Regions from separate parts of the Mus musculus genome. Here regions 1, 2, 3, 5, 6 and 7 are each linked to region 4. Evidence: chromatin contacts called from public HiChIP or PLAC-seq and promoter capture Hi-C data. All regions are on one chromosome and are shown on one strand. Each heading gives the region's core, a stretch centred on a gene start, on an enhancer-like site or on the middle of the called end of the contact. The rest is flanking DNA. Distances are from core to core; before and after follow the strand shown. Region 1 overlaps Ttc28 (tetratricopeptide repeat domain 28). Region 2 overlaps Ttc28 (tetratricopeptide repeat domain 28). Region 3 holds the start of Lrcol1 (leucine rich colipase-like 1). Region 4 holds the start of Ulk1 (unc-51 like kinase 1). Region 5 overlaps Ttc28 (tetratricopeptide repeat domain 28). Region 6 overlaps Ttc28 (tetratricopeptide repeat domain 28). Region 7 overlaps Ttc28 (tetratricopeptide repeat domain 28).

Region 1 (3,372 bases), core at 533-3,032, 450 kb before region 4:
CTGGCCATGGTGGGTTCCAAGATGCTCACAGTTGTGACCCTCCAAGAGACAGCCATGAATCAGTGCTGTGGAGCTGTGCCAGGGCTCATCCTGCACCGGGAATAGACGGGAATGGCAGGAAGCTCCAAAAAGGATTTCTGCTCAGAAACTCAGCCTCCTGATCCCTGTGAGCATGTTGTCCATCAGCCGGGCAGGAGCTCGGCACTGGCATGGCCCTGTTTACATCCCAGCATCTCTTGCTAACTCATCTTGAGTCCCCGCCTCAAAGCTTCTCTTGTACCAATGAGCAGTTGCTTGCTGAAGAGCGACTTCCAATCCTGAGCTGGAGATGGCCGCAAGAGACTGGTCCTCAGGCCCTGTGCTCAGGGTGGAGAGGCAAGCTCCTGGCCTCAAGCCCCATGGTCACAGAAGGGTGGTTCTTTCAAAGCAAAGCTCTCCTTCCCACTGAGGGAGCTCTCTGCTATCACCGCACAAGTTCAGTGCCTCCGAGACCCCTGCCTGTCCTCAGGACCAAATGCCTTGCACGTTTCTTGGGGGGGGGATGCTCTTGAGAACGTGTAGGAAGCTGGGCATCAGGTGTGCTCCCTCAGGCAGCCCCTCTGCTATTTCACAGTTAATTCTAGCTGACCTATAAGATGGGAAGGGTCTGGCCTTCACTTTGGTAGGGACATCCCACTGCATGGGCTGTCTCGGCAGGACATCTTGCTGGAGAGGGGGAAGGGTCAGTGCAGGAGGCACCCCATCATAGATAGCTACGTTCCTTTTAGCGTCCACACCCAGGGGATGTGGTTACCTGAGGCTGGCTTTAGACTGTGTATAAACACAAACACAGAAGGTGGCCATCTTCCTGCTCTAGAACAGTAATGGGTAGCCTTGCCCGCATAGCCCAGGGGTCCCAGCTTTCCTCTTACATTACAAGGCTAAGCTGCAGTTCGTTGAGCCCCTTAACCTTACTAGAAAGCCCCTCTTCTGTTTAAGCCTTGGAGAGGACTGGTAAGGAGGGGCAGTGTCCCCAGAGACCTCTGTGCCCTTGCTGCACCAAACTAGCAGTAGTACAGCCTGTTGCTATGACACCATTGAGACCAGAGACGGTCAAGAGAGAGGCGCTTGAGTGTGCACAGAAATAGATGCAGGGACTCCTGCCCAGGCTGCTCTCTCCTTAGCTGATGTCACACACCCCAGACCTCGTAGCCATGCACTGCACAGTGGCCACAGACTCTGATGTCAAACCCTCCTTGTTCACAGCCTGGCCCTCCTCAGCAATCCAGTCACTAATGTGCTTCCCCTCCCTGAGTCTCCTGGGAAAGGCTTCTGCTTCGAGTCACTCGAGAAATGGCTGTCCTCCATAAAGCCAAAACCCAGTTACTTTAGTGTTATCTCTAAATGATGCCAGAAACCTGGATGTCTGAAAGTGGATTATTACATTTACCTGACAGGAGACTGTGTTCTCGTTCACATTCTCTTCCCTTGTTTTTCTCTCCCTCCCTCTCTTCACCTCCTCCCCTCTCTCCCTCCTCCCCTCGGCTCCCTCCACACTCCTCCCCCTCTCCCTCCTCCCTTCGGCTCCCTCCACACTCCTCCCCCCACATCCTGACTTGCCCCTTGACTGTCACGCTGATAAAAGAATAAAAATGGCCTTCCAAGTGCTTTTGAGAGAAAATCACTTGAAGCCCAGAGCTCTGTGAAGTCTGTCTCCGTGGCCTGGAGTGATCTGGTCTGAACTCCAGTGCTGAGGGGAGGAGCTCACGGTCTTGGCCTAGCTTTTCTGCTTTCAGTAAATACAGTGATCAAACGGCTGAGGCTTGTTTCCTGTCAGCTCCACAGTCAGCCAGCAGGGAACACAAAGCTGTAATTGAGCGGAAGCCTCATTTCTTGGTGTCTCGTTTTTAGGTCTTTGCTGGGAGTGTATAGTCAATGGCACTCCCCCTGAAATACGTCTTATGCATCCTCTGAGTTGATGTGTGACGTGGACAGAGCCCAGTGCAGTCCCTGTGGGAACACCTGGGTGATGGGGTGGAATCACACCCTTCCAGATATGTTCCTGGGACCTAAGACCAGCAGACCCTCCTCCCTGCAGGTGAACCAGGCTAGTCACCTGCAGGAGAGGAGTAGGGATGGGCAGTGGTACACAGCACTTGGCAGGTGTGAAGGGCCCTGAAGGGACATGTTTCCTTCCCACTCCGGTTGTTCCTGCAAGGGTCGTGCAGGAATCGGAGGCACACGCACTTCGGTGCACATCTGCTGCTTCACTCAGGGACTGTTCTGAGTGCCATACGGGAGCGTATGTGAGAGTCTGCAGCAGAAGGCACACTGTGCATGTGACACTTGTTACCGTGTGTCACTACAAGTCCTTTCTGGAGATTTTATCGATTCTCGCAGTGCATGCATCCCTTGGTGCAAATGCCGAAAGCCATAAGAAACAGTGCAGTCACTTAATCTGCTATGTTTTCCTGTGGTAATCATTTACCACTGACAGATGTGGGCAAGGGAAGACTCAGAGGCCCTGCCCCACGCCCATAGAGCAAGCATGCATTGATATCCTGTGTGTGTGTGCGTGTGTGTGTGTGTGTGTGTGTGTGCACATGTGCATGCATGCTGTGTGTGCATGTGTGCCTGAGCCATGTATACAGAAAATGAAATGTCAACACAGAAAGTCATGGAACTGGACCTCTTCCCTTATAGGCAATTACAGGAAAAGGCTTTGAGTATTGTCTTGGACTTCTAGTCCCTGTTAGTGGAGTTTGTGGCCAAAGAGGAGGGAACAAAGACACACGAGTGCTACAGCCTGTCACTGCCTTACCCCTCTGGGAATAGGAGGGGCACCCTGACCTCGACCCTACAGAGTCCACTCCCAGTCCACTCACCTCTGCTCACCAGAGGCCAGGCCAATGAGGGCCCCACCCCCTGTGGTGACTGGGATCAGGGAGGACAGAGCACTTCCTAGAGACCCAGTGTGGTTCTGCTCAGTCTCAGTCCCACACAGCCACCCATCAAGGCCAGGGGAAATGTCTCCAGCACCAGAGGCTGAGAAAGGCTGAGAGGAGCAGAGGTGACTACCAGGCTCAGTGACTGCAAGGTACCTCCAAGGAGCCACTGCAACCAGAGTCCTGGAAGCCACTTTGCCAGGGGTCTTAGTCAGGGTTTTTATTCCTGGACAAAACATCATGACCAAGAAGCAAGTTGGGGAGGAAAGGGTTTATTCAGCTCCACATTGCTGTTATCACCAAAGAGAGTCAGGACTGGAATTCAAGCAGGTCAGGAAGCAGGAGCTGATACAGAGGCCATGGAGGGATGTTCTTTACTGGCTTGCTTCCCCTGGCTTGCTCAGCCTGCTCTCTTATAGAACCAAGACTACCAGCCCAGAGATGGCAC
Region 2 (3,119 bases), core at 258-2,757, 480 kb before region 4:
CACATCTGCCAGTGTCCTACTGTGCCTTGAGCTCAGCCTCTGTAGCTGCTGTGCCTCCTCCTCCTCCTCCTCTCTCTTCGGGAGCTATGCTTCTGCCTCCTGGCTGCCTTCCAGTTTGACCATGCGAGGACTTTGCGTTTCTCCTATGCAGTGTCTCATGTTCAATGCACATGAGCATTTCTGGGCATGCGTGCTCCTCGTATGGCTTCTGACGTATCTCTGGTTACAGCGCCCCTCCTGCCCATCCCATCAGCCCTGTGCTTCTGACAGCCCGAGCTGTTCTGAGCTGCAGCCTCTGCTGCTTTCTTGATTCAGCCTTGCCTGTCTGAGTGTCTCCTCTGATTTCCCGACTTGCCTTCCCAACTTCTTGTGCCCAGAGTTGACCCATGTCGCTCGCAGCTTAGAGCTGCAGCCTCCTCCGGGGTTGTGGATTCTTGCAATTACATATAGAACTTTTAAAAAGGATTCATGTATGTATGTATGGGTACTTTGCATGTACATCTGCACAACAGAAGATGGCATCAGATAGTTGTGAGCTGCCATGTGGGTGCTGGGAATTGAACTCAGGACCTTTTGAAGAGCAATGAGTGCTCTTAACCACTGAGCCACTCTCCAGCTCCAGTATAAGAAAAAATTTAAGCCCCTATATTCCACTTATTTTGTGGAATTACAGTTGTTGTTTTTAAAGACAGGGTTTTTCTGTTATGTCCCTGAACTCCCTTTCTGTTATGCCCCAGGCTGGCCTCGAACGCAGAGATCTGCCTATGTCTGCCTTCCAAGTTCTGGGGCATGCACCACTATGGCCAGCCCAGTTTTATTCTTAGGACTTTACTCACAGCTGGTGTTCTGTACCCTACCTGTGGGTTCCTCATCTATGGGTTCAACCAATCATGAATTAAGTTTTGGGAACATGTGTCTAGATGCCCCCTATGCCGTCCCTACTCCCTGACTACACAGCTCAGCAACTACCATAGCAGGTTCTCAGGCCAGTGGGTCATCGGCAGTTACCCGCCCCGAGTAAGGCTTACAGGAGGATGTGCCTGGCTTAAGTATGGAGACAGGCACTTGAGTTCAGGGAGCCCAAGATGCTTGCTGTCTTCAGTGTTTTTGTTTTATTGGGGTCCACTGTGTCAGCTTCCAGAAGTCTAGAAAAAGGCTATATACTTAAGAGACACTGAAGCAAGCTCAGGGTGGCTGGAGGTATCCATGGACATTGTGGTGTGTGCTTTCTCCTGGTGGTTCTGGGGGTGCGACCAGGAGCCTCACACTTTCTAGAACAGTGCTCTCACAACTCGACCCAGCCTGTATTTTTGTATTGATTACTTCTGTGTCAGGGAATGAATGCACTTGGAATTGAGGAGCCACAGTGCGTACGTGCCCCTTTGTGATGAGTAGCGCGGCACACTGTGACCATTGTGGTGGGGACTGGTGCTCTCTGCTACTGTCTGGGAGTGAGCGTGTGGTCTGCATGTGTGCTGTGTTCATGAACACCCTCCACGTGCACATGAGGAGCGTGGCTTCACTGCTCACAGCAGGTTTCCCATTCGCTGGATTGTATAACCTACCACATACCCTGGTATTTTGGCTGTGTAGGGTTATGGGATGAAGTCTCCCTTTATGATGGGACATTTCTCAGTACTGGATTGTCTGTCTTCTCTATGTGAGTTTTGAAGGCTTCGTTGTCAACGTTTTTGCCTTTCTGCTACGCCCATCGTGAGGCAGCAGGGCCAGTTTTCCCTGCTGTTTCTTTTTGCTGGAGTTTTTCCACCCTCAGTTATGAGCCATCTGGGGCTGTGCTGCAGTGAGCCTTGCAAACGGCACGGGCAGGACAGCAATGTTTTATACATTGCTGCTTAATATTTTCGCTGTCACCCAGTGGAGACAGCTCCCGCACCTCGCTGTCCGACTCGCTAGCTTTGTGCCTCTCCACACAAAGGATGGTTTTCTCCCTGAAAAGGTTCCTTGAAAGTTTCTTGGAGGAGGCGGGCGGGGGGGGGGGGTTCCCGGGTGGCTAAAATCTGTTTGATGTGTTTTCCCTCCCACGTAGCCGTTCAACAGTAGACATCATTGGCTCTCCACCGTGAGTCTACAAGAGCCACAGTGCTGACCATCTAAGGTCCTGTGTATGGCTAGAGTACCAGGTGCAAGTGCCCCTTTCTCTCTTCCTACGGTGCACTCAGGTGTGTGCTCATTTGTAAACATGGTCACTCTGGAATTGTGGGAAAGGGATAGAAAGAGACTCGGAGACAGCATTTAAAACTGACAGGCTCATGCTTTAATAGACACTGAATCACAAAGGAAGGGCCAAGCGCCCTGCAGCCTCAATAAAAATATGGAGTTCTTTTTACATGGCAAAATTTCATAATATAAAAAGTTTAATGCTGTCTGGAAATTGTGTAATTTACAAAAAAGAGTCCATGTAGGCCAAAGGTGGCTAACAATGCATATAAGGAGAGTGAATGCCAAGTAGGGAGGTGCCCAGGACAACGGGGAGGGTGGGTGGGTGAGTGCTGGCATGGACGTCTCTAGGATCCTCTACAAACAGGCCCAGTTCACAAGCCAGGAGTACAGTGTGTGAGGGGAAGCTGCACTGTTGCCATTTGCCCGTTTGCAAGGTGCTGAGGACCACTGTGCCCGGCAGCACCTCACCAGTGACCCACTGATCAGTGTGGACTGATTTTTCTTTCTTTCTTTCTTTTTTAAAGGGGGAGGAAGGTGAGACCTGTGCACTGGTGCAGAAACAATGTGTAAGTTTTGGTGGGTGATTTTCTTGGGTGTGTTTGCAGTTAGGAGTCATTGCTGGTGAAAACTGGGGCAGCCTACGGCCTTGCTGTGTGGTCCCACCAGGCTCCCAGAGGAGGCTTCTGCTGGTCTGGAGCATATCTTTGTCTGGTAGGGCAGGGTAGAACATTTAAGGAAAAAATGTATTAAAAACTTTTTTTTTTTTAAATTTCCTGAGCTTAAGGGGATGTCTCTCTACTACCAGCAAAGGGGAAACAGAGACCGATTTTGTAACTTTGACTCAGATCTGTTGGCTTGAAGAGCCAAGAGCTAGGTCGGAGCCACCTCCACCAAGTGTGAGGCCTCGCTGAGGCTTTGGGCCCAATGGGCCAGTCGGT
Region 3 (3,403 bases), core at 249-2,748, 470 kb after region 4:
GACAAGGCAAGCACACACATGAAAGTACACACACATACAAATACATACAAATAAGCAACGACAACAAAACATAGAGCCACAGTTTGAGGCGTCCTTGGGGAGCCAACCACAGACTTCCTCTGTCTGTTCTAGAGTGCGGATCTTCCATCAGATCTCTGCCTCCATGCCTTTGTTTTTTAAATTTTTGTTTATTTTTATTTTTATAGATGTGTTTGTTTTGCCTGCACCACATACATGCCCGAAACTAGAGCTATATATAAGTGATTGTGAGCCACCATGTGGATGCTGGGAACTAAACCGGGTTCTCTAGAAAAGCAGTAAGTGCTGCTAGCTGCTGAGCCAGTTCTCTGTCCTCAGCTCCCCTGGCTTTTATTTACTTTTCCAATTCAAGACCAATTGTACTTCTCATTGGTAATGGGAGACACCCTGAGTTCCCCATGCTGACCACGGACCTCCTTCTTCTCCTTTTCCCAGTCACTGCCTGTGGTTGACTGTACCAGCCGCAGGAATGGGACCGATTGCTAAGGGTGGAAAGAATCTACTCTTGTTTCCTTCACAGCAAGTCAAAGGTCCTAGATGCCCCTTGCCACCAGGAACTCAAGGGCACATAGCACTGTCCCAGTCAAAGGAGCAGATCCACAGCTATTGTACAAACTCAGCCAGTGTTCTTTCCATATAGCTAAATAGGCTTCATATGTCATCAATTGAGCCACAACCTGAACGCTTTTGAATTTCAAACTTGCCGTGTTCTTCTTGTGTTTGAAACCAGGAAGCGATTTTTGTTTTTAAGCCGCAACCTTCCCTTTAAGTCCTGACAAGGTCCTGTTTCCAAGTTGGACAGGATATACCTCACACAGCCCAAGAGCACTCTGCTATTGCCCATGAGAAGCCCAGTATAAAAGGGTCACAGATCACCACTGTTCATAAAGGACTACTGCACAGGAAAGCCCTGAGCGCACCGTGTTAAATAAATCAGCTAGTCACAAAAGGCCAAATACTGTTGAACGCCACTTACATAAGGGCCTGGGAATCATCAGGTCCACGGAGACAGATGGAAGAGTGGTGTCAGGGCCTAGAAAGGCACTGTTTAATGGGAAGATGTGCTCTGTTGGGCACGGAGGGCTATTGAGATCAGGCTACACCCTTCTCTAAGTTATTTCATATTGTACAAAGCAGGAGTTTTCCAGGGTGTGCACCGTCTCAGAAGAAGCCATTTTACAATGAACTTTTCACTCTGTTTTGAGGGGAAAGAGGGATGATTGCAACCGCTGGGTAGACCCAGAAACTAGACTATCTTTCTCCTGTTTCCTGCCAGGTACCACAGGACAGGAACAATCTGAGTTATTCCTGGGAGTAGAAAGGTAGTTTTTGGAACTGCTGAGTTCCCAGTGGCCCTACCTCCTTGCCTCAGGTCCACTTGCTCCTCTGTGCAGCGAGAGCAGCCAAACTGCAGTTTCCAAGCAGACGTCAGCCTTGAAGTAGAGGGTTACAGGTTAGCCAAGGGTACTTGGCCTCAAGTCTCTGAGCAGTAACTCAACTCCACTCCACTTCCTGCCCCGCCCTCTGCACAGAATGTAGAGATTCCGTGGACATGGCCTCCCACCATACTTTACCTGCTTTCCTGCTTTTTGCTTCTGTTCCAAATCAAGACCAGCTACCAATAGCCAAACAAACCCCTACCCAGCAGTGTAGGACACCCACTCTTTGTGCCCCCTCCCCACTGTCCTCCCCACCCCCCACCCCGCCCTAGGACCACAACTCCTTAGGCACCCAGAGTTCCCTTTCTCCACTCCTAAGTCAGGTGCTCATGTCTGGTGCTGACTCTGCCCCCTGATAATAGTCTCAGTTTGTTCTCATTTATCAATCCTTCTGTCTGTTCTATAGTGTGTGGGCTGTTCGTTCACTTGAGATTTTTGCCCCTGGGTGGGGGGCGTGGAGACTTAACCCAGGGCCTCACAAGTACTAGACAAGTGTTCCACCACCTAGCTCCAGCAGCTCTCCTTGTTAGCTCTTTAATGATTGACTAGGACTGACTACTTACAATCCTCCTGTCTCCACCTCTCAAGTGGTGGGATTACTGGTTTTGTATAAGCATGCTCAGCCTCAGGCAAATTAAAGCAGGACTTTTCTAAGAAAGAAGGACTCACAAAGAATGGCACCAGGATCCATGAAGGTCCTTGGTGGAAAACAGGAAGGATGTGATCAGCTTGGTGATTTCGGGTGGGGAGGTCCTGTCTGGAAGGGATCTGGACAACTGGCGTCTGAGATGGGCCAAGACCCAGTCTTTTGTTACAAAATATTCCCTAAAATTATGCATTCAGTTGTTCTAAATTAGATTGCCGTTGCTCCCTAGGCACTGGTCAGATTTAATCAAACAGTTCAAATATGCAATTTAGCTGTACTATTAGCAACAGCAAAGAGATGTCCAGGTTTGCCAAGGATGGATTTGCTCTGGTCTTACTTTGAAGTATTAGCAAAGATGTGGGTGGATCTTGAAAACACGATAAAGCCAGACGTAGGTATCGTATTTCAAATAAAAACCTTTTTGAGACATGAAGACTACTGTGGGAACAGGAATGGCGGCTTTATGGACAGGGGTTTGTTCTGAGGTGGGAGAACGGGTTTTGTGTTGTCCAATGAAGGGGACTGCACAACGTACAGCAGCATGTACTACACTCATTGGGTTGTTCATACGCTAAATGCATTTTATTTCCATAAAAGACAGCTTAAAATCATCTCGCTGAGACATATTAAGATGTTTGGTATTTGCTTCAAATAACCTGGGCGCAGGAGAGACCTGATCAGTTACCAGCAAACAATTTCGGTTTGCAAGGGGTGTGGGGGGGTTGGAGGGGGAAGCGGAATTAACATCCCAATGCTGGGCAGTTCCTTGGAGAAATGAGGGTTGGGGCTGCGCCCTTGTGTGTCTGCTATGAGAAACCTGGGGTGCCTGCCGTCAGCCCCTGATCCTCTGAGTGATGAGGAAAGCGCCCAGTGTGGAGCTTCTCTTGGGCTCCTCCCGGGGCTCTCCGGGCTGGCCTGGCCTCTCCGCTCTTCTTGTCACCAAACTGGAGTTGTGATCCACCAACTGCACCACCAGGCTGCACTCTGAGCCGCACCCCGCCGCACCTGCAGTCTTCAGTAAGACTGGAAAGGGACTAGATTGCTACTGTCACAAAGGGCGGGGAGCGAGGCCACACCCCCAGCCTGCCCACGAGAGGCCGAGAGTGTGAGGCGCTCCAGCAGCTCTTGTGGACCGAGCTCCTTGGGCCATGGCCGCTGCACAGCCCCGGCTTCCCGCGGGGGCGGCCATGGTCCGGCGCTTGGCCCGGGGCTGCTGGTCCGCGTTCTGGGACTACGAGACGCCCAAGGTGATCGTGGTGCGGAATCGGCGCCTGGGATT
Region 4 (3,213 bases), core at 639-3,138:
TCTGTCTCTACTACCCCCTCAACTCCCCTCCCCATGTCCTAAATACACTCTATTCTATATGATACGATCCTGTGGCTGGTATGGCTGGTATGGTGGGGGGTGGTGGTGGTGGTGGTGTGAAGGGCTGCCTCAGCATGGGCCTGCAGAAGCAGCCCCTTCCACCTCATCATACCATGCCTCTACTAGACATATCCCTGGCTCCCTGGTTTCCTTTTTCCTTTTCTTTTCTTTTTTTATAAAACACAACAATGGACATTCCCCACCCCCATGGTATGCGAGTGGGCTAGGAAATGGCTTGAGGGTGAATAATCTAGGACCAGATTGAAATAGGGCATGTGTGCACACATGCTCACACATTTCCCTGTGTTATTGGGCTCAAAAATGGCATGTGAACAAAATTGCCCACATTGCACACCTCCTCCCCAAATGACTGTGGTCATAAGTATCATGAGCTCAAACATGCCCATGTCATCCTTCATATGGTGAGACTCAGAATGGGTATGTGCGACAACACACACACACACACACACACACACACACACACACACACACACAGAGCCTTTGATTTGGCATTGGGTCAACATGGCAATATACCCCTCCCCAAATGACAATGTTTGTATACATCAAGTGCTCCAACATGCCCATGCAGTTCCCATGTGACCAGACAGGCAAGAAAAACACCTGAGGCAAACCAAATGCCCATGCTATAAATAATCCCAGCATTTGCAGGAGAATCAGCAGCTCACGGCTATTCTATGTGATGAGCTCTGGGATAGCCTGGACTACAGGAAACCCTGCCTCAAACTTCCCCTCTAACAACAAAAGTTAAGTAAAATAATAAATGAAGGAAAACTGATGCCTTCGGTGAGATGGCTCCAAGGATAAAAGACCTTGTTGCCAAGTTTGACAACCTGAATTTAATGTTAAGAGTCACAAAGTAGACAGAAACATCTTTTACATTTTCCTCTGACCTTCACATGACCATGTTCTCAAGTCTCCGTCCCCACATACAGAATAAGCAAATGTAATAAAAGAGAGAAAATGGATGTGGTGGCACCTGCCTTTAATTCCAATACTCAGGAGGAAGAGGCTGAGGGATATCTGTGAGTTTGAGGTCAGCACGATCTACAAAGAGACAAAGCAAGTTCGAGACCAGTCGGGCCTACAATGTGAGAAGACTCAGTTAAAAAACTTTCAATCCCCAGTTCTCAGGAGGCAGAGGCAGGCAGATCTCTGAGTCTGAAGCCAGCCAGTTCTACTGAGTGAGTTCCAGGACAGGCAGGGATACACAAAGAAATCCTATCTCGACTTCTCCAAAAGAAAGCACAAACAAAACAAAACAAAACAAAACAAGTGGTAGGAAGTACGTAGGGCAGAGCTGGAGAGATGGCTCAGCTATTAAGAGCATCTACTGCTCTCCTGGTTTGGTTACCAGTTTCCACATGGCAGCTCATTACTGCCTGAAACTCCAATTCCAGGACCCGACACATACATGTTTAATATGAATGTTTCACGTGTTTATATACACATACACGGTGCATATAAACTCCTGTAGGCACACACATATACATATGAATAAAATAAGTAAATAAAAAAATGCCTAGGGCAGAGCGAGGAGCCACAACCAGAGATAGTTCTGACATTGACATGCCCAGTCTGCTCCGGCCCCGCCCATATCCTGCCTCCTCTCTCAAGTCCCGCCCAGTATAGGGCTGGGCCCATCGAGGCACCACCCAAACTAAGCCCCGCCCCGCCTTACCACCCACGAGGTGTCCTTCATTTCGGACCCGCCCATTGCCAGCTCCGCCGCCTAAGAGGTCTTGAGCTCCGCAGGCCCCGCCCATCGTCCCGCCTCCACGCAGTGCGGCTGCGCCGGCACCTCGGGCTCCGAGGCCCGGGTGCCGCGGATCTTTTGTTTCCCTGCGGGGCTCCGAGCCGCATCGTCAGTCAGGCCCGGACTTGGAGCTGGAGTGTGTCAGAGCTGAGTCCCGAGTCGGACCGGGTCCCGACTGTCAGCGCCGGGAGGGTACCGAGGAGGACGCCGAGGGAGCGCGCCCCTCCGTCCGCCGGCCTGTGGGACTGGGACCCGGCTCAGGCCTGCCCGATGGGGCACGGGGCCCTGGCGATGAGCCCGCGCCTCCGTCCCCGCGTACGCGGCCCGCCGGCCTCCGCCTGAGCCCAGCGCACCCCGTAGCGCCGCCCCGGGGCCCGAGCCCGGGCTCGCGCCCCCGGCCCGCGCGCGCTATGGAGCCGGGCCGCGGCGGCGTCGAGACCGTGGGCAAGTTCGAGTTCTCTCGCAAGGACCTGATTGGACACGGCGCCTTCGCGGTGGTCTTCAAGGGTCGACACCGCGAGGTGGGTGAGGCTCCCGCGGAGGCCTCGCAATCCCGGACTCCCAGCCCAAGGGACACCTTACCTCCGGTAATCCGTAGAGGGACCCAATTAAGGACCCCCCAGCCCGGGAAACCCACCTGCTACTCTAGCTCCAGAAAACTGGAGACGCCAGCCAGCACAGGATTCCCTACCTAGCCCCGAAGTCAGACCAGTTCTGAGAACCTAACCTGGGACTCCATCCTGGGACTTAAATTCCAGGCCGGCTGACAGACACTCACTATCTGTCTGCCTCTGGCAGCCTCCCATTCCAAGACCCTTGGGACAGCCACCCTAAGCCATCTCTGTGTTCCCTGCTTGGTGGGGAGCAGGAGGGGGGGTTGTTTTCAACCCTGAAGGTTCACGTTTGGCTTTTCAGAAGCACGACCTGGAGGTGGCCGTCAAATGCATTAACAAGAAGAACCTTGCCAAGTCCCAAACACTGCTGGGAAAGGAAATCAAAATCCTGAAGGTGAGCCAGCGCCTCGGGGGAGGGGGAGAGGGTGGGTCAGCTCTTTTCTTGCTCATGAGAAACTTGGATTTGTGTCCTAGGAACTAAAGCACGAAAACATCGTGGCGCTGTATGACTTCCAGGTAAGGCTCAGCGTTGGGCTTGGGGGAGGGGTAAATCTATTCTTGCCCTTGTCCCATCCACTGTTGCTTCAGGACCTAGGTTGCCTGGGGCTGGAGCCCCCCTGAGGGCAGATGATGGCTTTAGATTAGTATTTGGTTTAGGTGAAAGGAGCTGGGTTCTGAATGCCTTGTCTCACGCTTGTCCTACTGTGAGGCCACTTAGGGCCAGGGAGACCTCATCTCTGGTCCAAGTTTTTCCTGGCTTTTCCT
Region 5 (3,530 bases), core at 483-2,982, 410 kb before region 4:
GTGAAAACATAGGAAAAATTGTAGCAGCTGCTGTGAAAATTTGTTGTAAAAATTCACTGTTGGCTTAAAAAGAAAAAAAAAATCAAGATCTCAATGTACTCAAATAGTCAAAGAATAATAAATGTCAGCAGACAACTCAGCTGGAGAGACACAAGAGAGGAGTGGGGGGCACTAGTTTCCTTTAATAATCAATGAGATGCAAAATAAACCAACCCTGAAGAACCATTTTACCCACACTAAATTAGCAAGTAAAAACTTGGAGCGCCCCCTGTACTGATGATGCCCCCAAACTGGTGGACACGCCAGCTGTTGTGTGTACATGGAAGCAAGGACCGTAGAAGCATCGTGGCGTGCAGTCGGGTGGGCTCTGCTCTGACCCGCAGTCATCAACTGGACAGACAAAGCGGCCAAGTGTGCATGCGAGGGGTCAGAACTCTGACCGCACAGGACAAGTGACATTCCTGGGGTTGTGTCCAGTCATGGAGCTGAGAATGTCGCCAGCTTTCTCTTCGAAGGGGCACAGTTTCCAGAGCCTGGCAGGGTTGGAGAACTAGGAAATGTCCCTTCAGTGTAGTAGGCCCTTTAGTGGTGGGAATATGGGGACACTGCGGTTAAAGACCTGCCTTGAGCCAGTCCTCCTAAACTGCCTTCAGGTGTCATGGTTTCAACCATCCTTGTACAAAATGAATCATATACTTCCTTTCTCCTTTCTAAAATGGGTCAGAGGATCTGCCCAACCAAGGATCGCTGTGAGTGCAAGCCCTGCCTGGCCTTGCTCCTGCCCCACCTCCTATGATACCTCTGCCCTCAGTGATCTCTGAATAGCCTCTGGAGTCTACTGCAACATTTTAGGCACCTATATGATCGCTTGCTGGTTGGGATATAAGAGGAGGAAAGACTGAGAGTGTAGCTCTCCCTATCTGCCAACACAAGGCCTTGCTACTGCTACCCTCCTGTGGGAAAAGCTAAACCCCATTTCCCTAGAACCCCAGCCTCAGGAAAACATCCAGCTTTAGACAAAGTCTAAAGTCGTGTTTTACAGGCACACCTCCACCCTACTCAGTTGAGTGTCCTGGAGATAGACAGACAGACAGACCTGTAATGAGTCTGAGGTCTTTCTTGTTTTTGTTTTAAAATCAAAAGTCTTTCCCCACCCCCTTTAAAAACAATAAGGTCAGATTATAATCATCCCAGAGACATGGAGTGCTGGCCATAGTGGGGCATGCCTGTAATCCCAGCACCCAAGAGGTATAGGCAGGAGGGTTGTAAGTTTGAGGCCAGCCTGGGCAACAGGAGACTCTCAAAAACAGACAAAGAAAGGAAGAAAAGCAATAAGCAACCTGTGTATCTTGCTTTGTGAATAACACCCAAGACGGTGTGGCTAATGCACAAGGCGGCGGCAGGAGAGTTTCTTTCTCTTACTCTGGCCTAAGGGTCTGGGCTGGGAGCAGCAAGCAGTCAGGATAGAAATGGCTGCCCGGGGTTGCAATGATTTGTGAGGGAAGCTGCCTGCTGGTTATAGCAAACCGATCTGGTCTCCAGACAGCTGCTGCTGCTTCCTTATCTTCCACTGGCCCACAGAGAACCAGAGGAGGGCTTTCAAAATTACAGCTTCCACACACACACAGAGAAAAGCAGGGCTGGCCTGGCTGAGCTGCCCTCTCCCTCCACTGGCTGGTGTCTCCCTTGGCGGATTCAGGCAGCTGCCAGCCTGGGGCGTTCGTTCTGTGGGGACAGTGTGGCCTCTTGGCAGCTGTTCTCTTTGTTGAAGCCACATAAGAGCATCCGGAGAGCAGCACAGAATGGCTGCGCTCACGCTGAGGGGCTAATGTGCGGCTCCTCCTGCCCTTTCTTGGATGCCACTCAGATGAGGAGGTACAGAGGGGCTGTCAGCAGGGATGCCCTCCGTGACAATAGGCTGCGGGGAGGGAATTAAATGAAGATTAGTGGGACAGACAGGCCTCACAAAGCTGGGCCCTCACCAGGGCTGTGGGAGAGGACACGTGGTTAGGATGTATACATGGTCACTGTGGGTCTCCGCCATGGGCTTTCTGTGTGGGAATACTAATGTCTACTTCAAAGGCTGTGGCAAGGGCCACGAGGGCATGCTTAGCACACTCAGTGGGACTGGGTCAGACCAGACAGAGAATATTTCCACTAAGATGGCACCCCTGCCAGTTGAGCAGGGAATGCTGGTGGCTTCTCATTTGAGCTCGCTGGGACCAGGGCCTCAGTTCTTATGCACACAGCACAGAGACCAGTCATACTTCATATTGATTGCTACCAGTGCCTAGCTGGGATTTTAGAGCTGACCTGCTCTTTCCTCTGCCTTCAAGCAGACAAGAGTTCGGCCATCCGCGTGGGAAACTCGAGGTCTGGGGAACAGGAAAGACACGTTCGCCACCCCAGGCTCACCCTGTGAAGGTTGTGAGTCTCAGGGAGGAGAGGGGAGCGGCCAGCAGAATTCATGGACCCCTGTCCCCTTGGCTGTACTAGTCTACCTGCCTCCAGACAGAGCGGGACCTGGCACAGCAGTCAGGCTGAGTAAGGTCCTCCTCGGTGGGACTGTCCACAGATGAAACAGCTCCAGTGTCCCCGCTGTTTGACATATCCTAGGTATTGGGGGAGACTTGGGGTGTTTAAGCAAATAGAGGAAACAAGATGAGGAAAATCAGGCCATCAGCACGGGCACGGGAGTTGTTACACTAGTCTGCTAACAGTTAAATAATAAAGCGAGGCAGGCACGTTGGCACTGTGTGCTCTGTGTGGCCCCCTTTGGATCAGGAGGCTCTTTAGAGTAATCAAGGCCTGCTGCAGGCCTAAGCACATTTTCCCATTTTGGGGATCTCGGAAGAGGAAGTGATCGCTAGGCTGGTCGCTAGGCTCTCCAGGTTACCAGGTCTCGTGCCTACCACAAGACACTGCATGCAGATTTCACACGGGATAACCAGTACTGTGTCCTACGTTAGCTCACGGCCGTGACCTTTAGCCTTATAGGCTGGCGCACACCTTGTCTGGAGTTGGAGGGGACATGGCACTGCATCTGCTCTTTCTGGTGCCTCTGGACAGCAGATGTGGTCCCGAGATCCGTCCCTATCGGCTGGATCTCTGCCTCAAGTTTTCACATGCACCACGTCTACGTGGTTTTGAAAATATCTCGGAGCTTGGGGTATGGATGTGGGGGACGGGCCTAGTCAGACAACAGATGGCTCAAAACAAAGGTGCAAGAGCAGGCGCTAGAACTGGCCATGTCCTTGTAGGTAGCTTGCTGTTATTTTTTTTTTTTACCAAGGTTGGACAGCAAAGTATATTTTCAAACAGGGTGGTGGTGTAACTCCAAAACCACTTATCATATGACTTTATCAGCTGCAAGTGTCTTACAGAGAGGCAGGCTTTTCCACAAGCTGCCTCAGCCTGGTTCATAAATGCTGCAAAGCCACCTGAGGCCTGTGTGCCCAGGGCTTGGGTGCCAGCTGGTGACGCTGTTGGAGTGAGATCGGATCCTGGTGGGCTAGCCTCGTCAGAGGGTT
Region 6 (3,539 bases), core at 35-2,534, 390 kb before region 4:
GCCCTGCATCACAGACAGGATTTCGTGGGTTCTCCGTGGGCACAAAGGCAATGTGGATGCCTCTCTTCATCAGGCACATGAGAAGTACCAGAGCTGTGAGGCAGACAGTGCCAGCTCGCCTGACGGAGCCACGACCTGGGGGCCACCATCTGTTTTGCTAAGGCGACAGTCTGGAATTTCTGGTTGAACTCCAGGTCTCCTTATTGTGAGGCTTCACTAGTTTTACCGAGTCGCAGAGCAGATTATGGGTCCCCCCAGAGCACCCCCAGCAGCTGGGCCGAGTTATAAGCTGTCTTTGTCTTATTCAGTGTCCCATAATGGATTTGCTAGAACATACCATCTGAACCAGGGAAATGCAATTACTGACTGCCGTTGCTTCCAGTAAGTGGCCAACTCTGCCAATCTGGCTTAAGAATGTAGCCCGTTAAGCTCTGCCACAGGGGCTGTTCTGATGAGGGCCTGTTTCACAGGCGCTGGGCACATGGCAGAGCCCTTGTCCCACTTTTTAACTGCTTTTGGAGACGTTCTGAGTGGCACCAGTGAAATTTTCCCTGGCAAATGAAAGTGCTCCCTCCCCCAGGGCAACCAGCTCTCCAGCAGGACGGGGAGGGCAGCATCTCTGCACACCCAAGCCACCGAGCGGCAGCCTGAGATGCCTGGAAGTCAAGTGGGGACACGCTGAGTCAGCACTAGTGACTAAAAGTCGCCTCCTGGCTTTCCTCCAGTTCTGGGGGTGCATACTCTGCCTCAGGAGGAGCCTCTGGAAAAGTGACTTTTTGAAGTCACCATGAAATTAACAATTATGCTGCAAAGAATCTTAAACATGGAGTCTCTGTCAATTTCACTCATGTGCGTGTGCGTGTGCATGTGTGTGTGTGTGTGTGTGTGTGAGTGTGTGAGGTGGTTGCACTGTGAGGTCCGGCAGGATCTCCTGGTGGGTGGGCAGGCACACCACCTGTGAGGTGGAGATGACAGTGAGGACCATGGGAAGCCGTGCCACAGAAAATGAACTCCTTTTCTGGGTTTCCTGGTAGCTGTGCCTCACTGTCCGCATTCCTCCGGCACGCCAGTTGAGCTCTCTTAAGAGCTTAGCTGTTTCTTCAGGGAGGCTCAGTGAGCTCCAGCTCTGGCTTTAGACAGCTGCCGCTCTTCCCCATGCTCTCTATGGGACCCCGACGACGCCCCCCCCCCCCCCCCCGGTCTTTGAGGCTCCTGTTCCTGATGGTAACAAGCCTGTGTGTGTTTTCAACGCAATAATGAACACTGCGTGAGAAGCTACACCAGGCACACCCAGGCACTTGGTAAGTGTCAAGTCTTTATTCCGAGCCACTTCAAAGGTGTGTGGAGCTTCCTCAAAGGCCTTTTCATTTCCCCTTTGTGGAAACTGTTATTTGAATACCTCAAAAAGCAGAGCCAGCACCAGTTTCCTGAGGCTGGATGTTAAACACAGGAGGAACAGGCCATTAAGTTCATGTACTGAAAGGAAGGAGCAGTGTGCTATCCTAGTGATTTTCTTGTCCAGAGTCATAAATATTAGCACTCTTCAAACTTGCACAAAGGTCCCATTGTACCCACGCTTTGAGAACTTCTTGGATCAAGATCCAAAAGGTTAATATATTATTTAGTTACCTTGCTAATCAGACTGTCTTATACAGCTGTAGGGCAAGGGACTGTGTAAAGGGAGGAGAAAAATCTGCTTAATTTAGCACTACTAACTGAAGGAATAAAATTAAAATGGTACGATAAAATCCAGTTGCTGCCTGATGCTTTAACTATTTCCCAAGCTCACTGTATTTCTAGCTCATTTCAAAGGTTTGAGGTTGGGTAGATGCCTCCGTGGGTAAGGGCACTTTCTATGCAGGCATGAGGATCGGAGTTCAAATCCCCAGACCCCATGAAAAATGCATTGTGGCTGCACACACCTGTGAGTCCGCCCACACTGCGAGAGGGAGCTATGGTGAATTACTAGAGCTTGCTGGTCACAGGCCTCGCTCCAGGCTCAGCGAGACCCCACCTCAAGGAAGTCAAATGGACAGTTACAGGACACCTGACGTCCTTCTCGGGTCTCTGTGTGTGTTTGTATACACACACCTGAACGTGTATATGCCTATATACTGTCCCCATACCATATAATATACCACACGTATGCAACATATGATATACTACATAGTTGTGATGCACCGCACAATATATTGTATGCACTGCACACACTCAACACAATACAGCATACGTACAAATAAAAAAATTGAAATAAAGAAAAGGTTTGGGCTAGAGAGATGGTTCCAGTATTAAGACAGAGTTCTGTTCTTGAAGAAGCCCCTCATTTCTGCCATGACCTCCGGCTCCAGGGGACCTGACACCTCTGACCTCAGGGACACCTGTACTCACCTGCATATACCCCATGCAGATGTACATACATATATAATCTTAAAACTTAACAAAAATTTAGGAGTCAAGGTCAGCTTCATATACATTCTCTGACCATGGAGCAAGCGGTGGCATTGGAGCCTTTTGTAGTTGGAAGTAGTGTGGGGGCTGTTTACACCAAAGGCAAGGTCAGGGTCCACAGCAGTGTCTGGGAATTGTTGCTGTTACCCAGCATGAGCCTTTTAGGCTCTGGGATCCCCAGCAGGACGGAAGCTGAGCTGGAGAATGAGGTACAGGCCTGAGCTCAGTGAGCAAGAAAGAGGGAAAGGGTGCGTGTGATTGGGTGAGTTAATGCTCAGAGTTTCCCAGCATGCGTGGCTTCCAGAAGTGTGCGATTAGGATTGGTTAACATCTGGCCTTTCCCAGCATGCTTGGGTCCTATCACCTCTGCCCCATTCAGACAGACAGACAGACACTGCCATGGCTTTGCAGTCCTCTGTGAGCACACACTGAAGTTTATTTGCCGCAGGGAAGGCCTGAGGGATGATGCCTTCAACTTGATTAGCTCATGGAGTGGTGGTGAGGAGGCAGGCTGCAGGGCGTGCTCTCTCTTCCTTGGTCCAGCCATTCTCTGCCATCTTAGGACACAACTAGGGAGGCCCTCGTCAGACTTATTCCCTTGATTTTAGACTTCCCAGTCTCCACAACAATGAGCTACACCAACTTGGATGATATATAACTTACATCGTCGGTGGTGTTCTGTGATGGGAACAGCAGGCAAACTATCGTACACACTCATTTGGGACCAAGCATTAGCAGTGCCTGAAGAGGACACCAACAAGCTTAAGGCACACACCACCGAATCAGAATGCATGATGGAGCCAGCAGAGAACTAGAATACTTCATGAGGGCCATGAGCACAATGGTTGACAGGTAGAGGAAAACAGATGCTTCTAAGCCAGTTTTTCTGGCTTCAGGGCAATAAAAGAATAAGGAAGGCTTTTCACTCCACAAGGAAGGATGGTATCTGGGGAGGAAGATATATGTGGTGTGAGGAATGCTAGTGGCTTGGGGAATACTGAATTGGATTTGAGTGAGCGGCAAGAAATAAACTCAGTAGGGCACCTTAGAGGAGGAGGGGTCAGTGCTCATCCTCAGAGAGCTAAAGGGCA
Region 7 (3,123 bases), core at 124-2,623, 430 kb before region 4:
GTGTGTGTGTGTGTGTGTGTGTGTGTGAGAGAGAGAGAGAGAGAGAGAGAGAGAGAGAAAAGAGAGACTGAGTCTTTGTGTGTGCATGTGTATGTATGTGTGTATGAATTTGTGTGTATGTGTCTGTGTATGAATGTGAGTATGAGTTTGTATGTGTGCGCGTGCATGTGTGTGGATGTGAGTGTGAGTCTGTGAGTGTGAGTGTGTGTGAGTGTGTGTGTGTGTGTGTGTGTGTGTGTGTGTGTGTGTGTGTGTGTGTACAGATAATGGTCTGGTAGACTGATTTCAGTATCTTCTGTGCTCTGGAATACTGAACAGGGACTATTTAGAGAAGGGGAGGCGGGCCAGTTTGATGCCTGTCATTCACCAAACAGTCGAGCTCTGTGAAGTTCATTCCCTTGTAACCTCTGACCTGTGTGCACAAGGACAGGGATTCTGTATCCCCTTTGGTCCCCTGTGGCCCAACAGCACCTGGCCAACAGGAATGCGCAGTCACCCCACTGGGAGAGTTCTTCCAAAACTGCCCATGCTGTTTTCTCACGCAAGTCCCCAAGGCTGCACTCACTAGAGCCCCCCTCGTTTATCTCATCTCTGCTGCCTGATCGGATGCTAATTTTCATGTTTCTGGGACCGAATGTCTGACAAATGCAACTTAACTAAGAGAGGGAGAATTTATTCTGGCACAGTGGGGCCTGTGGTGACAAGCATGAGGTCACCAGTCACATTGTGTCTGCAATCAAGAAGCACAGAGTGGACAGAAAGTGGGGCCAGACTCCGTGACCTCAAGGCGCACCCCCAGTTGCCTACTCCCTCCAGTGAGACTATACCTCCTTAAAGTTCTCACCACCTTCTAAAACAATGCAACCTATTTGGGGTCCAGGAGCCCGTGGGGCATAGATTTCTTATTCAAGCCACAAAGCGCTTCTGCTTGCTCTCGATGAGTGAGACTTGGTGTTGCAGTGTCCTGGCAGCTCCAGTTCCATCTCTGTTAACACTGCTGTCAGCCCCGGGCAACACTAGGAAGTTCTCAAAGGCAGGAAAACTATCACATCAGAGATCTGAAGAGTCTTGGTAGATCATCCTGACGGGAGCAATCCCGTAGTCGGCACCCTGCCTCTGACCCCAGATGACCCCTCAGTCTTTGAGGCTGCAGTGATTAAAACCAGCTGCTCTGGCACCGTGAAGGGGACCCTGCTCTGCTCTGTGCCCCACACACTTTGCTCTCCACCCCTCCTCTGATCCACAAGGGCTTCAAGTCTCCACTGCTTTAAAATTGCTTCTGTCTTTCAAATATGCCACGGAGCCAAGCCTGTTTCAGGGCTGAGCAGAAATTGCCGAGGCAATCACACAGGGGAGCTGCGTGCAAGACTGACAGAGCCTGCCCGTGTCGGAAACGGAGCCGGTGATGCTGGAGGAAGGCTGGGCTTCTCAGAGAAGACCTAGGGCAATACATTCAGTTTTTGAAAATAATTTTTCAAACCAAAGAACTTTTGCTTCTCAACGAGAAGAGCCATTCTCCCGTTCTCAGATTTGTTGTCCTAAGATACTTTAATCAACAGAGGTGTCAGCCTGCTCGGTAACAGGCTCTCTCTGTTTTCCCATCTTGCACACTGTGTTTTCGTCTGCTGCACTCCTAAGATCAGTGAGACTAACCAATACCCAGTAGAACAAATGCACGCTTCAGAAGAGGAAAATAAAAGTCTACCACAGTTTGCAAAAGGACAGCAGCCTCTGGGAAGATGATCACGGAGGCCTTGTGCTTGGCTCCCTTCTTCCTCTCAGCAATGTGAGCATGTGGCTCCCCAACCCTAGATGGCTGCCAGCACCCAACTTTGAGAGCCTTCACTGAAGGCCACATTTCAAGTCTAGGTCATGATTCAGGTACCTGGGGGCCGTGGGCAACTCCCCAAGCCATGTTGAGCTTCAGTTGGAAGCCTGGGGATGCAGCCACGCTGAGCAGGTTCAGGCACCTGTGGGTGGACAGAAGAGGCCTCAAAGAGGCAATTTCTCTCCTCTTTAGCCAGGAGGAAGAAAAGATAGGTCTCATTGGAGAGGAAGAGGCCAAACACAAACATTAGCTGCACACACATGCGTGGTCCAGCCGGAAACCCCGGAGTGGCCGGTTACCGCTGCTACCTCCTGTGCAGTGAGATTGACGCTGAGTGTTAGTACTACAGGATGAGCAAGAGGGCCATCCTTGTGCTTCCAAAGACAGCTACACATGCAGCTTTCCCCACTCTCCCAACTCTAACTCTGTGTCCTTTGAAGACAGCCATTCTACATTCAAGACCCCTGTAGTTCAAAGTCACCATTCACTGACAACCTGCTTTTTTATCTCTAGGGGTTAAAACTCAACATTGAATCAAGGCAAGCAGCAGCAGGCAGGAAGAAAAAATACAAAAAAAAAAAAAAATTACCCCAGAAGAAAAATGCATGACAGCCATTGTGAAACCAGGACATTGAGCGGACACGGACACCCCCTCCTCCTTTTTCGGTCTGTGCCGTCTGCAGCTATCTTTCTTTGGAGATGATGATTTTTCATATCTGTAGCCGGGCACTTTAGACAATGGCTGAGAATCTTTCCCGCCCTTGGATTTAATGCATTATGACAACACAGTACTGACGTGGGGGTACGGGGTACCCTGTGTGGGGCAGGGGGAGGCATGGTCCCAGTCAGGGAATATTCAGAGTGACTGTGATCCGGGTGCCACCTTGGGGAAAGTGGCCAAACCAGTCTGTACTCTCAGTGGGCTTTGAAGCCCCACAGAGGAGCCAGACATTACTAATCAAACTCACAGAGTACCCAGAATGGACACAAACAGGTCTGAGAGAAGAAAACAGAGGTAGGAAATCCACACAGAAAACGTGCTCACACCGAATGCAGTCTTTTCTGCAATAACCCCTCAGATCTCCTGAGTTCTATACCTGGCTGTGGTGTCCAAGGCAACAACAGGAGAGGGACAAAAGGAGGAAGCGATGGCTTCAAGTGGATTAGGGTCTGGCTTTGTTTCTCCACCTCACCTCCATGGAGGAAGGTGGTCTCCAACTTTCAGTGAGAATCGGCAGTGAGGGTGGCTGGCTCGGCCTCATCGGTCTAGACCAGGGAGTGTATTTTACCATACA

What was found. Promoter capture Hi-C pulls out the DNA fragments that hold promoters and counts their contacts. HiChIP or PLAC-seq counts read pairs in DNA pulled down with a chosen protein or histone mark.
Region 1: an H3K4me3 HiChIP or PLAC-seq map of forebrain shows a contact between it and region 4, with 9 times the contacts expected there. The contact joins the enhancer-like site here to the promoter of Ulk1 in region 4. A contact is called at or near these places in 16 of 39 promoter capture datasets (the 3T3-L1 cell line, 3T3-L1-derived adipocytes, the C10 cell line and 12 more), 14 of 484 Hi-C or Micro-C datasets (the G1E-ER4 cell line, the Patski cell line, bone marrow-derived macrophages and 9 more), 17 of 115 datasets of contacts at active chromatin or transcription factors (VIP interneurons, craniofacial prominence, embryonic basal ganglia and 11 more) and 3 of 9 other capture datasets (adipose tissue, embryonic stem cells and liver).
Region 2: an H3K4me3 HiChIP or PLAC-seq map of forebrain shows a contact between it and region 4, with 11 times the contacts expected there. The contact joins the enhancer-like site here to the promoter of Ulk1 in region 4. A contact is called at or near these places in 11 of 39 promoter capture datasets (the 3T3-L1 cell line, 3T3-L1-derived adipocytes, the C10 cell line and 8 more), 1 of 484 Hi-C or Micro-C datasets (nephron progenitors), 11 of 115 datasets of contacts at active chromatin or transcription factors (craniofacial prominence, embryonic basal ganglia, embryonic forebrain and 6 more) and 1 of 9 other capture datasets (adipose tissue).
Region 3: a promoter capture Hi-C map of stem cell-derived epiblast-like cells shows a contact between it and region 4, with 4 times the contacts expected there. The contact joins the promoter of Lrcol1 here to the promoter of Ulk1 in region 4. A contact is called at or near these places in 3 of 39 promoter capture datasets (cranial neural crest, embryonic stem cells and stem cell-derived epiblast-like cells) and 2 of 115 datasets of contacts at active chromatin or transcription factors (both in embryonic stem cells).
Region 5: an H3K4me3 HiChIP or PLAC-seq map of embryonic basal ganglia shows a contact between it and region 4, with 5 times the contacts expected there. The contact joins the enhancer-like site here to the promoter of Ulk1 in region 4. A contact is called at or near these places in 9 of 39 promoter capture datasets (the 3T3-L1 cell line, 3T3-L1-derived adipocytes, the HPC-7 cell line and 6 more), 2 of 484 Hi-C or Micro-C datasets (cranial neural crest and nephron progenitors), 8 of 115 datasets of contacts at active chromatin or transcription factors (craniofacial prominence, embryonic basal ganglia, embryonic forebrain and 4 more) and 3 of 9 other capture datasets (adipose tissue, embryonic stem cells and liver).
Region 6: a contact with region 4 is called in an H3K4me3 HiChIP or PLAC-seq map of embryonic forebrain, with 4 times the contacts expected there. The contact joins the enhancer-like site here to the promoter of Ulk1 in region 4. A contact is called at or near these places in 12 of 39 promoter capture datasets (the 3T3-L1 cell line, 3T3-L1-derived adipocytes, the HPC-7 cell line and 8 more), 11 of 115 datasets of contacts at active chromatin or transcription factors (T-cell acute lymphoblastic leukemia, craniofacial prominence, embryonic basal ganglia and 7 more) and 1 of 9 other capture datasets (liver).
Region 7: a contact with region 4 is called in an H3K4me3 HiChIP or PLAC-seq map of craniofacial prominence, with 4 times the contacts expected there. The contact joins the enhancer-like site here to the promoter of Ulk1 in region 4. A contact is called at or near these places in 5 of 39 promoter capture datasets (the 3T3-L1 cell line, the HPC-7 cell line, frontonasal cranial neural crest and 2 more), 5 of 484 Hi-C or Micro-C datasets (bone marrow-derived macrophages, cortical neurons, differentiating embryonic stem cells and 2 more), 16 of 115 datasets of contacts at active chromatin or transcription factors (VIP interneurons, craniofacial prominence, embryonic basal ganglia and 9 more) and 2 of 9 other capture datasets (embryonic stem cells and liver).

What each region holds. Positions count from the first base shown.
Region 1 is chr5:111,261,406-111,264,777 of GRCm38.p6, reverse strand. The region is part of intron 12 of Ttc28 (tetratricopeptide repeat domain 28); the gene reads right to left. Among named protein-coding and RNA genes, the nearest start is that of Gm35628, 28 kb to the right of the region's middle. Within about 2 kb of position 1,782, at least 126 of the 459 cell types and tissues checked have an H3K27ac peak or open chromatin away from gene starts, as enhancers often do. A contact at or near this core is called in the HPC-7 cell line, adipose tissue, cortical neurons and 9 more, where this site is marked.
Region 2 is chr5:111,288,914-111,292,032 of GRCm38.p6, reverse strand. Ttc28 (tetratricopeptide repeat domain 28) reads right to left here. Exons shown (of 23, transcript NM_001267622.1): 23 at 2,253-3,119. Among named protein-coding and RNA genes, the nearest start is that of Pitpnb, 40 kb to the left of the region's middle. Within about 2 kb of position 1,507, at least 41 of the 459 cell types and tissues checked have an H3K27ac peak or open chromatin away from gene starts, as enhancers often do. A contact at or near this core is called in 3T3-L1-derived adipocytes, forebrain and hippocampal neurons, where this site is marked.
Region 3 is chr5:110,342,825-110,346,227 of GRCm38.p6, reverse strand. Lrcol1 (leucine rich colipase-like 1) reads right to left here and starts at 1,498. Exons shown (of 6, transcript NM_001310709.1): 1 at 1,399-1,498. It overlaps P2rx2 (purinergic receptor P2X, ligand-gated ion channel, 2), which reads left to right and starts at 3,193. Exons shown (of 11, transcript NM_153400.4): 1 at 3,193-3,403. The coding sequence starts at 3,273.
Region 4 is chr5:110,808,756-110,811,968 of GRCm38.p6, reverse strand. It overlaps Ulk1 (unc-51 like kinase 1), which reads left to right and starts at 1,888. Exons shown (of 28, transcript NM_009469.3): 1 at 1,888-2,355; 2 at 2,750-2,842; 3 at 2,923-2,964. The coding sequence starts at 2,245.
Region 5 is chr5:111,219,198-111,222,727 of GRCm38.p6, reverse strand. The region is part of intron 6 of Ttc28 (tetratricopeptide repeat domain 28); the gene reads right to left. Among named protein-coding and RNA genes, the nearest start is that of Gm35628, 14 kb to the left of the region's middle. Within about 2 kb of position 1,732, at least 91 of the 459 cell types and tissues checked have an H3K27ac peak or open chromatin away from gene starts, as enhancers often do. A contact at or near this core is called in embryonic basal ganglia, embryonic forebrain, neural stem cells and 1 more, where this site is marked.
Region 6 is chr5:111,198,141-111,201,679 of GRCm38.p6, reverse strand. The region is part of intron 6 of Ttc28 (tetratricopeptide repeat domain 28); the gene reads right to left. Among named protein-coding and RNA genes, the nearest start is that of Gm35628, 35 kb to the left of the region's middle. Within about 2 kb of position 1,284, at least 84 of the 459 cell types and tissues checked have an H3K27ac peak or open chromatin away from gene starts, as enhancers often do. A contact at or near this core is called in T-cell acute lymphoblastic leukemia, embryonic forebrain, forebrain and 1 more, where this site is marked.
Region 7 is chr5:111,241,876-111,244,998 of GRCm38.p6, reverse strand. All of the region lies in intron 12 of Ttc28 (tetratricopeptide repeat domain 28), which reads right to left. Among named protein-coding and RNA genes, the nearest start is that of Gm35628, 8.6 kb to the right of the region's middle. Within about 2 kb of position 1,373, at least 15 of the 459 cell types and tissues checked have an H3K27ac peak or open chromatin away from gene starts, as enhancers often do. A contact at or near this core is called in craniofacial prominence, where this site is marked.